Linked DNA regions of Hordeum vulgare: region 2 is linked to region 1. Evidence: chromatin contacts called from public Hi-C data. All regions are on one chromosome and are shown on one strand. Each heading gives the region's core, a stretch centred on a gene start, on an enhancer-like site or on the middle of the called end of the contact. The rest is flanking DNA. Distances are from core to core; before and after follow the strand shown.

Region 1 (4,939 bases), core at 667-3,166:
TTCTTTCTTCTCCTTACCTTCCTTTTCCTTCTCCTTCTTTTCCTTCTTCTTATTTTTTCTTCTCCTTTCTCCTTCTTCTTCTTCTCCTTTCTCCTCCTTCTTCTTCTCCTTTCTCCTTCTTCATATTCTCCTTTCTCCTTCTTCTTCTTCTCCTTTTCTCCTTTACTAAACAGGAAACTAACCTAACAAAACCTAAACTAAACTAAAACTAAGCCAAAACCTCACTAAAACATATAACTAATTAGACAAAAACTATTAAAAAAAGAAGAAAAAAAACTAACCGAAAGGGGGAGGAGGGCCGCAGGGGGAGGAGAGGCCGCAGGGGGAGGAGGGCAGCAGGGGGAGGAGGGCCACAGGGGGAGGAGGGGCACTGTGAGGGGCGCGAGGAGGGCGGCGGCGGTGGGGTGGGGCGCTGGGGTGGGGGTGGCGTCGGCGGCGGCGGCGGTGGGGCGGCGACGGCGGGGTGTGGCGGCGGCGCTGGGGTGGGGGCGGCGGCGGCGCTGGGGGTCGGGTGAGGCTGCGGTGAGGGAGACTGGAGAGAGTGTAGAGAGTGGGAGAGAGGAGGGCGCGGCGACCGTTATCGTTAGGTGTCCATCCACTTTGCCGTCTGCCGCAGACGGCAAAGGAAGAGAAGGCAGACGACAAAGGGGTGGGGTGGGCGCGGGTGGGGTGGGGCAAAGAGGTGGGTGATGGCGTCAGCTTTGCCGTCTGCCTTCTCTTCCTTTGTCGTCTGTGGGCGGACGACAAAGAGCACCTCTTTGCCGTCTGTTTTCCTGAAGCTGATGGCAAATATGTTCTTTGTCGTCTGCTCGCTGATGGCAAAGATTTGGCAGACGACAAATAAAAGAATTCCAGTAGTGCCTAGTGCAGATGGGCCTAAGGCCCATCTGTGGTGCGCCACCCCCCTCTCTCTTTCCCTGGCCGCCACCACCAGCCCTAGATGGGGCTGCCGCACCCTTTGGGGGTGGGAACCCTAAAGGGGGCGCCCCCTCCCTCCCCCCCTATATATAGTGGAGGTTTTGGCTGATTTGAGACGGACGAAATCTCTCTCTCGACGCAGCCCTGCTTCTCCTCTCCCACGATGCTTGGCGAAGCCCTGTCAGGAGACCTCGTAGCTCCACCGCCACCACGCTGTCGTGATGCCGGAGCTCTCCCTCAACCTCTCCCTCCTCCTTGCTGGATCAAGGCGTAGGAGACGTCACCGGGCTGTACGTGTGTTGAACGCGGAGGTGCCGTGATTCGGCACATAGATCGGAATGGACCGCGATCTGAATCGCTGCGAGTACGACTCCATCGACCGCGTTCATAATAACGCTTCCGCTTAGCGATCTTCAAAGGTATGAAGATGCTCTACAACCTCTCTCGTTGCTGGTCTCTTCATAGATAGATCCTTATATGACGTAGAAAATTTTGAATTTACTACGTTCCCAAACATTTAATCCCTTCCAATCCCCTCTAAACCCCTTAAATTCTAAAAGAACCGAACAAGGTCTAAAATGTCTTATATTTAGGAACGTAGGAAGTATCACTTTAGTATAAATTTAATACTATAACAATAACACTTATTTTAGAACAAAGAAAAAGTATATAATACGCACATTCGTGCGTATTTGAGTTTTTTCTAAAGATAAGCCGTATGTTGTCATACGCCATAGTAAGCGCGGAATTTTATTCGGGAGAGGTACTCGTATTCACTTGGAGCAAGTCTTCTCTTCTCTTCCCCGTATATAGGCGCACGGTCGTCCGTCTCTGGACCCACCCGTCTGTCACAGTCTTCTCTTCTCTTCTCTTCTCTCTCCCGTCACACTCCCCACCCCCACGCCCGCGGCGCAAAAACCTGCTAAAACTTTCGCTCCGCCCGCCTTCCAAGTCCCAAGCCTCGCCTCTAGCCCCCGCCCCCTTCCCCGCCGCCACCGCCACCGCCACCGCCCACCGTCCAAATCGTCGGAGAAGATAATCCCCGCGACCTCCTTAGGGATGTACGCCGACATCCAGAAGGGCTGCCGCCCCGTCGACGCCGCCCCCATGGCGAATCTCACGGAGGTCTGGCCGAGATACTTCCCCGAGGAAACCGTGTTCCCGGCGGACGACCCCAGGGCCAGGCTCATCAGCGACCTGGTTAAGGTCCTGGAGCTGGAGGAGAGCGCGAAGCTCCTCCCACGTGTAAGCATGTGTCCCCATTCCGCGTACTGTACAGCGCCTCATTTTCGCCCATCTCTTATGGTGATGCGATTCTAGGGTTGCTTAATCCCTTCGGACGCGATGCAGTTATCGCGATTACTGCGCGACTGATTGGTGCCTAGTTTTTTTTTTTGGGATTGGCTGATCGATCGTTGATTGAAATTTCTGGGAGTGGCAGCTGACATTGGAACTGTATATATATATATAGTTAAAGTGCTTTCAGGCTCGTGCCTAAGGTCTGTCCGTTTCCAACTATTTTAGTTTCTGAGCTTGCCATTGCTAGATATTTAATTGGGCAGTACCATTGTAGTAGAATGTGTCTTGGTTCCTTACTGTCAGGGCAGAGTTTGGGTAATAGTTTACTTACCTGATTGAACCGAACTCGAAATTTGGGGCAGAATTTGTTTCTACAATCTTCAATATTAAGGTCCCAATGCGCTGGTGGCTCCTGGTAGATGAAGTATTGACATGTCTAATCAGAAAAAAGGGGAACACCCTTCTTTAGGAGGAAAATGAATGAAGAGGAGCTTGTAATTTTGTGAATAAGTTTGCTACTGTTGCAGTTTACTTCGTCAGTATCATATGGTTACTTATACAGTTATACTCCAATATGCTGCTGCTATACTACGCAAAGCAGGATGCAAGGTTCCAATTGAAAAATGAAATCATAGCATCATGTAGTTGCACAATAAATTACTAATCATATGGAAATGATTTAAACGCATTGCTTCATAGTGTGCTTTTGTCATTAGACATGGAAGAATTTTTCCGGTTTCAATAAGTGGATGAATTCATGTGGTTATAACTTATCACTACATTCACAGGTTGAAGATGATGGCGTTGTCTTCTTCCTTCCGATTGATTTCCAGCAGCTGAAGAACCTGTGCGGTGGTACCAAGCTCTTAGATACCCTCAGGGAAAATCCTAAAGAAGCCTTACTTTGCATGGGAGCTGCAGTTCATCTGGTTGATGCTACTTTTCATGCTAAAATTACTTGTGTTGCCAGTTGGGCTTTGTTTTTTCACTCACTGTACTTTGGTTCTTGATGTTTTCTTCAGGCTAAGTGCCCGGGCATGGGCCTCCTGTTGAACGACGTAGATAAGGTCAATATCAGGCTTTACAATCACACTGAAACAATCATTGCTTTGAAGAATTTGAAAGCGGCCTGTATTAGTAAGAACTTCTGTCTTTATGTGCTCTGCATCTAAATCAAGTACTGACTTGTAGATTCACCTCATAGGGAAACTAGTGACAGTGCGTGGTACTGTTGTAAAAGTCAGTACTGTGAAACCTCTAGTACTGGCGCTGGATTTTCATTGCATGAAGTGTGCTACACTCATCCGTCGTGTGTTCTCTGATGGGAAATTTTCACCTCCAGTATCCTGCATAATTCAGGGTTGCAAGGGCAGAACATTCACCCCAGTGAGATCTACTGCCAAGTTGATGGATTTTCAGAAAATAAGGCAAGTGATAAATAGATAATCTTTGTCATTCTCTGCTTATAACACTAAGCTCTGTTTTTCTTATTTTTAACAGGATACAAGAGCTTTCTAGTGCTGAAAACCGTGAAGAAGGCCGAGTGCCACGAACTATAGAATGTGAGCTTACAGAAGATCTTGTAGATTGTTGCATCCCTGGAGAGGTTATAACCGTAGCTGGAATCGTCAAAGTGCTGAACAACTATATGGATGTTGGAGGAGGTAAAATTTTGAAGAATCCAGTATCTTATTTTTCATTGTTCATTGCTTTAAAGCCTGAATCCTCTTTGCGAAAAAACAAAAAATGCTAATGTTCAGGTGCCCCAAATTGCCTGCAACACCTGTAGCGCATATGTTTTCAATCTTTTGTTAAGGTTGTTCACTAGTTTGGGTTGGTTGTCTGGTTCTGGTGCATTATGGACTACTAGGTGTAACCGTATCAGGTAGTTCACAAGAAGCATTACCAAGTTCCATGTTACTCTTAGGGAAGACCTATCTCTGGCTACGTTTGTTATCCCTAAAACCTCCCCTCACTTTATCTTTACCTTAAGTCCTTAACCAAAACATTCACTCTTTTTTAGATACGGTTGCTTTGTATGATTTTTCCTTGAATGTAAGACCCAAGAATTGTTTATAGAACAATGATGATAGCCAAAAGGTTACTATGTGTGGGGCCAGGACCTTGCCACATGCAATAGTCGTGACGATGTCTCCCTGTCATGCACGATGCAATAGTCGTGACGATGTCTCCCTGTCATGCACGGTATCCCATACAAAAGGCCATGCACGCCACACAAAGCAGGGAAGTGGCACATCAACAGACCATGTCACCAAGGAAACGTGTCCAGGAGGGATATGTTGGGACAGACTCAGAGGTCCTGGAGGCAGCATCTACTGCCACAGTCTTGCCACAGCCAATAGTTGTGGCTGAGGGAAGGACAAGTTCAATCCCCACGTCTCCTCAGTGCCAAATTCATGGGTTGGAGCAGAGTCTAGGTGGTAGGTGCAATGTATCGGCTAGATGGGAGATATAAAGAGCGAGATATAGAGGTGAATTGCGTCTTCATTCATTTGATATATTACAGTTCCTTTACGTAGCATGTATCTCTACTAGCGTATCTGTGTATGACCTTATACCTCATAATCCTAACTGACTACTTCCTCCTTTCTCAAAAGGAAGGCACATAACTTTTGGCTCAAGTCAAATGGTACAAAGTTTGACCAAGTTTCTGGAAAAAAATACCAACAACTACAATACCAAGTTAGTAGTGTTAAATCAA
Region 2 (5,422 bases), core at 1,975-4,474, 260 kb before region 1:
CATATCACCCCAACCTTGCTCCATTCTTGAAAAACAAATCCGTGCAAATGACTGAAATCTTTTCAGCACAGCGCAAAAATGGTCAGCATTGTAATCTTTAAGATTGTCATCCACCTGGAGGTATTTGCCGTTAGACAGGTAATTTAACAAAGATTTGACCAGTCCACTCTCAAGGAATTCAAACGTCGTCATTGTTTCTCCTCCGTGAAGCTCCATCAACACCTCACTCAGAATGGTAGACAAGTGTTCTTCATTTTGAAGACTGTCTTGGTTTAATGACTTGTCAGCAGAGTCATTCAGAACTGCACAGCAAGTTTTGAGCTTCTGCAATATCTCTGTCAACCCCATCTCCGAATTCACTGCTTCAGCTGTAAAGTAAGTTGTCTTCACATGCCTCGCAAAATTAGGAAGGTTCCCCTGCCCAATCCTACAAGCCCTTGTTTCGGTAGACTCAGATATGCGGGAATCAAATGCATAGCAGAAACATGTAGGTTTATTTCTCATAACAGGTTGGTTCTCTAACTGTTGAGTGTCATCAGAGAGAGGAGGACTAGACTTTGAGCAATCCTCTTGCATAAGAAGAGCCTCTACTGCATAGACAACGCCTTCTTTGATAAAAGATCCAAGGTAAGCATCTGGAAGCTTTTGCATGAGAATCTCAATAATCTTCAGTGATGAGATTAGCACATGATGATCCTTCCGGGACAATAAACCAGCCAAGAAGCTGACACATAAATCACAGAAGTGACATATTCGTTAAGACTCGGCAAATTAGCACAAGTTCAGTGAAAATGTCTATTGATTGTTATGCAGAATGCAGCTCTTCGTTTGCAGGTCATGCTTACCTTGATATGTTTGTTTCCTTGAGCAACTCTTGAAGCATTTCAGGTTTACTGAAGTAACAGATGTTATTTACAATTGAAGAACAGCCATAGCAAATGTATGAGTTTGCACCAGAGTTGACTGCCTGCACAAAACAACACTCATTTCATATTTCAGAGCACGAGCAACATTATGAGTCGTTAGTTAATTATTATGAACAGACCTTGATCAAGATTGGAAGAACGTCAGCAGAGAACTGACACAAGAACCCTGGTTCATCTACTAATATTTTTTCTTTCGCGAGTACTATATAGGTGTCCTCAACATCTCTTGCCGCAGAAGGAATAAGCTGGATTGCTAATTTCAGAGCTTCATTAACCTGATTGGATGAAGAATTAAATTATCAAATCACTAGATGACAGCTAGTGTGAACTTCAGGGCTGCATGTTGGTGTAGAAAGAAGGATCAAGGGATGTGATCAGACAAGTTCTACCATTATGGTTACTTATTTACTGATCAGTGCAGATACTATTTCGCTTGTTTAGAAGAGGAAAGTAGTGTTTACAACAAAAGTTAAGTCACAAAGACATGATAAGATAAATTCACAATAATGGCAACGTAGCTTATAAGATTTCTAGTAAATACACTGATCAAATCAGCTTAGTGCATGTGTTACTACTGACTAGTAACTGCAGTCTGCTCATGTAGGTTATGGACCACCTGATGCCGACATTACCAAAAGCAAAACTATAGAGATATGGCCTGGCAGTAAAGAAGCTATTAAGCAAACAACCTGGTTATTTTGGTTTTCCGAAGGCAGGTATGGCATCCCATGGGAGAGATCTGAACTGACCAAAATCCCCCTTATGGTGCTACCAACATTCAACTCAAAGAGAGACTTCACTGCCACAAGTGAATTACAGGCTAGCTTAGCCAGGAGCCCGATCAAGTTCTGCAATCACACCAAACCACGATCAACTCCCTCAATACATACCAAGGATAAATATAGAATGTCTAGGGGGAGCATACACTGCAAGTTGATGGGTTAAGGGAAGTGAGTCCGCTGGCATTGATCAAAGGAAGGACCTTCTCTACCAGGCCCTGGTGACATAGCTGGTCAAGAAGCTCCACTGAACCACTGAAAGAGTCTACAATGCTTATCAGGCAAGTTGCAACCTTTTCCACAACCTGTGATATTATATCACCTGAAACATTAGCAGAGCACTATGTACATGCCTAACACAAGCAAGCTCGGATAAATTAGTGGGCAACAATACCATCTTGTCCTCAGACTGCAGTAAATTACACAGCATTGGGGTCGAGTCCATGACAAACTGGGAGCAATCTGCAGGGACCTTCTTGCAGGCATTTGCAACAGCTGAGACAGCAACCCTCTGAACCATGCAAGCACGCATCCAGTTAGAGAATGCAGTAGAATTTCAGCAGCAAAGATGGAGTTGCTGCAATTCTAACCTGAATACTTGCAGCGAAGAAGTCAATGTATGTGAGCACGGCGGTTATCATGCCAGCCTGCAAGCACTGCGCGGGCTGCCTCAGCGATATCTTCTCGAACGCCTGCAAGCACTGCTCATACAGAAAGAAGCGTGGCTGATCACATAAAAAGCGGCTTGATTCAGGTCAATGTGATGGTCTGGCTGGGTTTGCAGAGCGGCCCCGTTACCTGCTCCGCCACATCAAGGTACTCGATCGCGAGGAGGCGGGAGCAGAGCACGGGGAGCAGGCCGTGGCGGACGACGGCGTCGGCGGCGCGCGGCATGGCGTCGCAGAGGTAGGTGATGGCGCGCACGGCGAGCAGCATCTCGTCGGGGCTGGCGACGTCGGCGCCGGCCAGGCGCACGAGCGCCCGCGCGGCGGACTCGACGGGGAAGTAGCCCCCGGCGTCCTCGGTGCAGAAGGAGAGCGCCTCGCAGAGCTCCGTGAGCGACGCGAGCAGCGCGCCTCCCCCGGCGCCCTCCGAGGCGACGGCCGCCACCATCCGTCGGAACTTGCTGGCCCCGGGGCCCGACCCCCCGTCCCCGTCCGACTCGCACGACGACCCCCCGTCGCCGTCGTCTCCGTCCACATCGGCATCGCCATCGGCATCGCCATCGCCTTCGGCGGGGTGGCCAGACGACGAGGTGTCCATGTCGGAGGCGGCCTGCTCCGGCGGCGCGGCGGCGGCGGAGGTGGAGGGCTCGGCGGTGCAGGGGCGCTTATCGGCGGGGGGCTCGGCCTCGCCGGAGCCCCCGGGGTCGGAGTCGGGGCGCTTCCGGCAGCGATCCATCGGCGCTTACCTGAGACAGACTCCTCGGCCAGCACAGCACCAGTCCTCGCTGCCAGCAACACGATCGATCGGAGGGGGGGTGGAATCGGGGGGATACGGGAGACGTGCGGGGTGGGGGTGGGGGTGGGGTGGAGTTTTTAGCCTGGTTTACCCCTTCTTCTCTATCTGCGCGATGGATCGGGTTTAAAATCCGGGAGATTTTTAACCGATTTGGTGCGGTTTGTGGGGGAGATTCCGCGTGTTTATCTGGGACTGGGACTGGGACTGGGACTGGGAGTTGGGGTGCTCTGCACCGGCACCGCCATTGTGTGCGGGAGGAGGGGGGGGGGGGGGGGGGGGGGGGTGGGTGGAGGGCGAGGGCGAGGGCAGTAATGGAAGGAACGGCGCGGCCTGGCCTGGACTTGCGGTTTGGGGTTTGCTTTTGGACTTTTGGTGTAGCGCCGGTGTCGTCCATTGGCGGGGGCGAGGCTTACCTGGGAAGGCACTGCCCGTGCGTCCTTTGTTAATTGCGGGTTACGTGGAGGGCGGATGGATAAGGACGGCGTCTCATTTTGTTTTCTGTTTTTTTTAGCCGATCTGATTTGTTTTTTTACACCCTGTTTGAAACCATCCAGATTATATAATCTAGTTTTGATAATCTAATATGTCTTCAAACAGGATAAACTATGGTATAGATTATAAAAAACTAGATAGACAGATTATTAAAAACTCATAATCTACTCTATACCAACCAAATTCAGATTATGGATTGCTAATGATCCATTACCCTTGTAAAGTTGGAGATAATTACATTCCTACCACCATCACCCTTCTCTTTTTAAAAAAAAACAGAGGACAGACAAGTCATTATGTAATGTAAAACCTGCATGGCAATTATAAAATTTGGCCTCCAAATATGTCCACCTAGATTATTTTTATAAACCAGATTATATAATTTATCTTCATATTTCAGATTATTATAATCTATTGTGGTTCCAAACATGACCTTAAAAGGAGATTTCATTAGAGCATCTCTAGCCGCTATATAGGTCGGCCGCAAACATGACCCGAACATGTACCATATATCCAGCCGGCTCGTAAAAAGTTTTACGACGAGCTTTAAAAAAGGAAACAATGTGGTTCAACCGACCGATTTCCACCCCATCATCCGCCCACTGTTCCACGCGACGACGTGTCTTGCATTGGGCCACCAACCACTATAGCAAGTGGTTTCTTTTTCCTCATCCCCGCAAGCAAATGGATTTTTTGTAGGGTACACCACTGGTGTATCAAGCTTTATAGAAGGCAGGAAATATGCATAAGAGATTACAAGCAGCTAGTTAACGATCACACACTGATCATAACCAGCATAACCCCCCCGCCTCCTCCTCCACTCATACGACAAACTACTCAGCTAATGGAGTGACTCCAAAAGCTCCACTCTGGCCCAAGAACGCAATTCATCGAAGATTAGGTCGGTCATGCCCCAGCCATTCTTAATTTGGTTCCTGCCAAACACCCTACCATTGTGTTGCTTCCAAATGGTCCAACACATGAGTATGACAAAGGTGTCAAAACTTCTACGCGTAGGCTTGGTGATAGCTTCCTGGCCGTCAACCACCATTTAACCAAGGTGTCGTGTGGGAGTGGTACATAAAGACCCGCAAGACCCATCCTGATGAAACTAATGTGCCAAACTTGCCGAGCAAAAATGCACTGCACGTGGATGTGTTCAACTGCATCCTCCTCCTGGTCGCACAAATAACACGGGGAGTTGTGTTCTTCCAAACCATGGCGGACCCTTCTATCAGCAGTCCACAAGCAGTGTTGTACTGCCAGCCACATTAAGATCTTGCTCGCAAGCGGATGATGTCTACTACACAACCTTCTCCTTGTAGACGTTGTTGGGCCTCCAAGTGCAGAGGTTTGTAGAACAGTATCAATTTTCCCTCAAGTGGGTGACCTAAGGTTTATCAATCCACGGGAGGCGTAGGATGAAGATGGTCTCCCTCAAGCAACCCTGCAACCAAATAACAAAGAGTCTCTTGTGTCCCCAACACACCCAATACAATGGTAAGTTGTATAGGTGCACTAGTTCGGCGAAGAGATGGTGAAACAAGTGCAATATGGATGGTAGATATAGGTTTTTGTAATCTGAAATTACAAAAACAGCAAGGTAACTAGTAACAAAAGTGAGCACGAACGGTATTGCAATGCGTGGAAACAAGGCCTAGGGTTCATACTTTTACTAGTGGAAGTTCTCTCAACAATGATAACATAATTGGATCATATAACTAGCCCTCAACATGCAACAAAGAGTCACTCCAAAGTCACTAA

What was found. Hi-C and Micro-C count contacts between places; a contact is called where the count stands out from the background.
Region 2: a Hi-C map of seedling shows a contact between it and region 1, with 2.4 times the contacts expected there. The contact joins the promoter of LOC123445215 here to the promoter of LOC123445188 in region 1. A contact is called at or near these places in 2 of 6 Hi-C or Micro-C datasets (leaf and seedling).

The regions. Positions count from the first base shown.
Region 1 is chr1H:459,810,559-459,815,497 of MorexV3_pseudomolecules_assembly, reverse strand. It overlaps LOC123445188 (probable DNA helicase MCM8), which reads left to right and starts at 1,916. Exons shown (of 18, transcript XM_045122146.1): 1 at 1,916-2,163; 2 at 3,006-3,146; 3 at 3,240-3,354; 4 at 3,422-3,644; 5 at 3,718-3,881. The coding sequence starts at 1,978.
Region 2 is chr1H:460,074,628-460,080,049 of MorexV3_pseudomolecules_assembly, reverse strand. LOC123445215 (E3 ubiquitin-protein ligase UPL4) reads right to left here and starts at 3,224. Exons shown (of 17, transcript XM_045122176.1): 1 at 2,504-3,224; 2 at 2,296-2,406; 3 at 2,100-2,216; 4 at 1,852-2,010; 5 at 1,616-1,774; 6 at 1,046-1,201; 7 at 846-967; 8 at 1-724. The coding sequence starts at 3,106.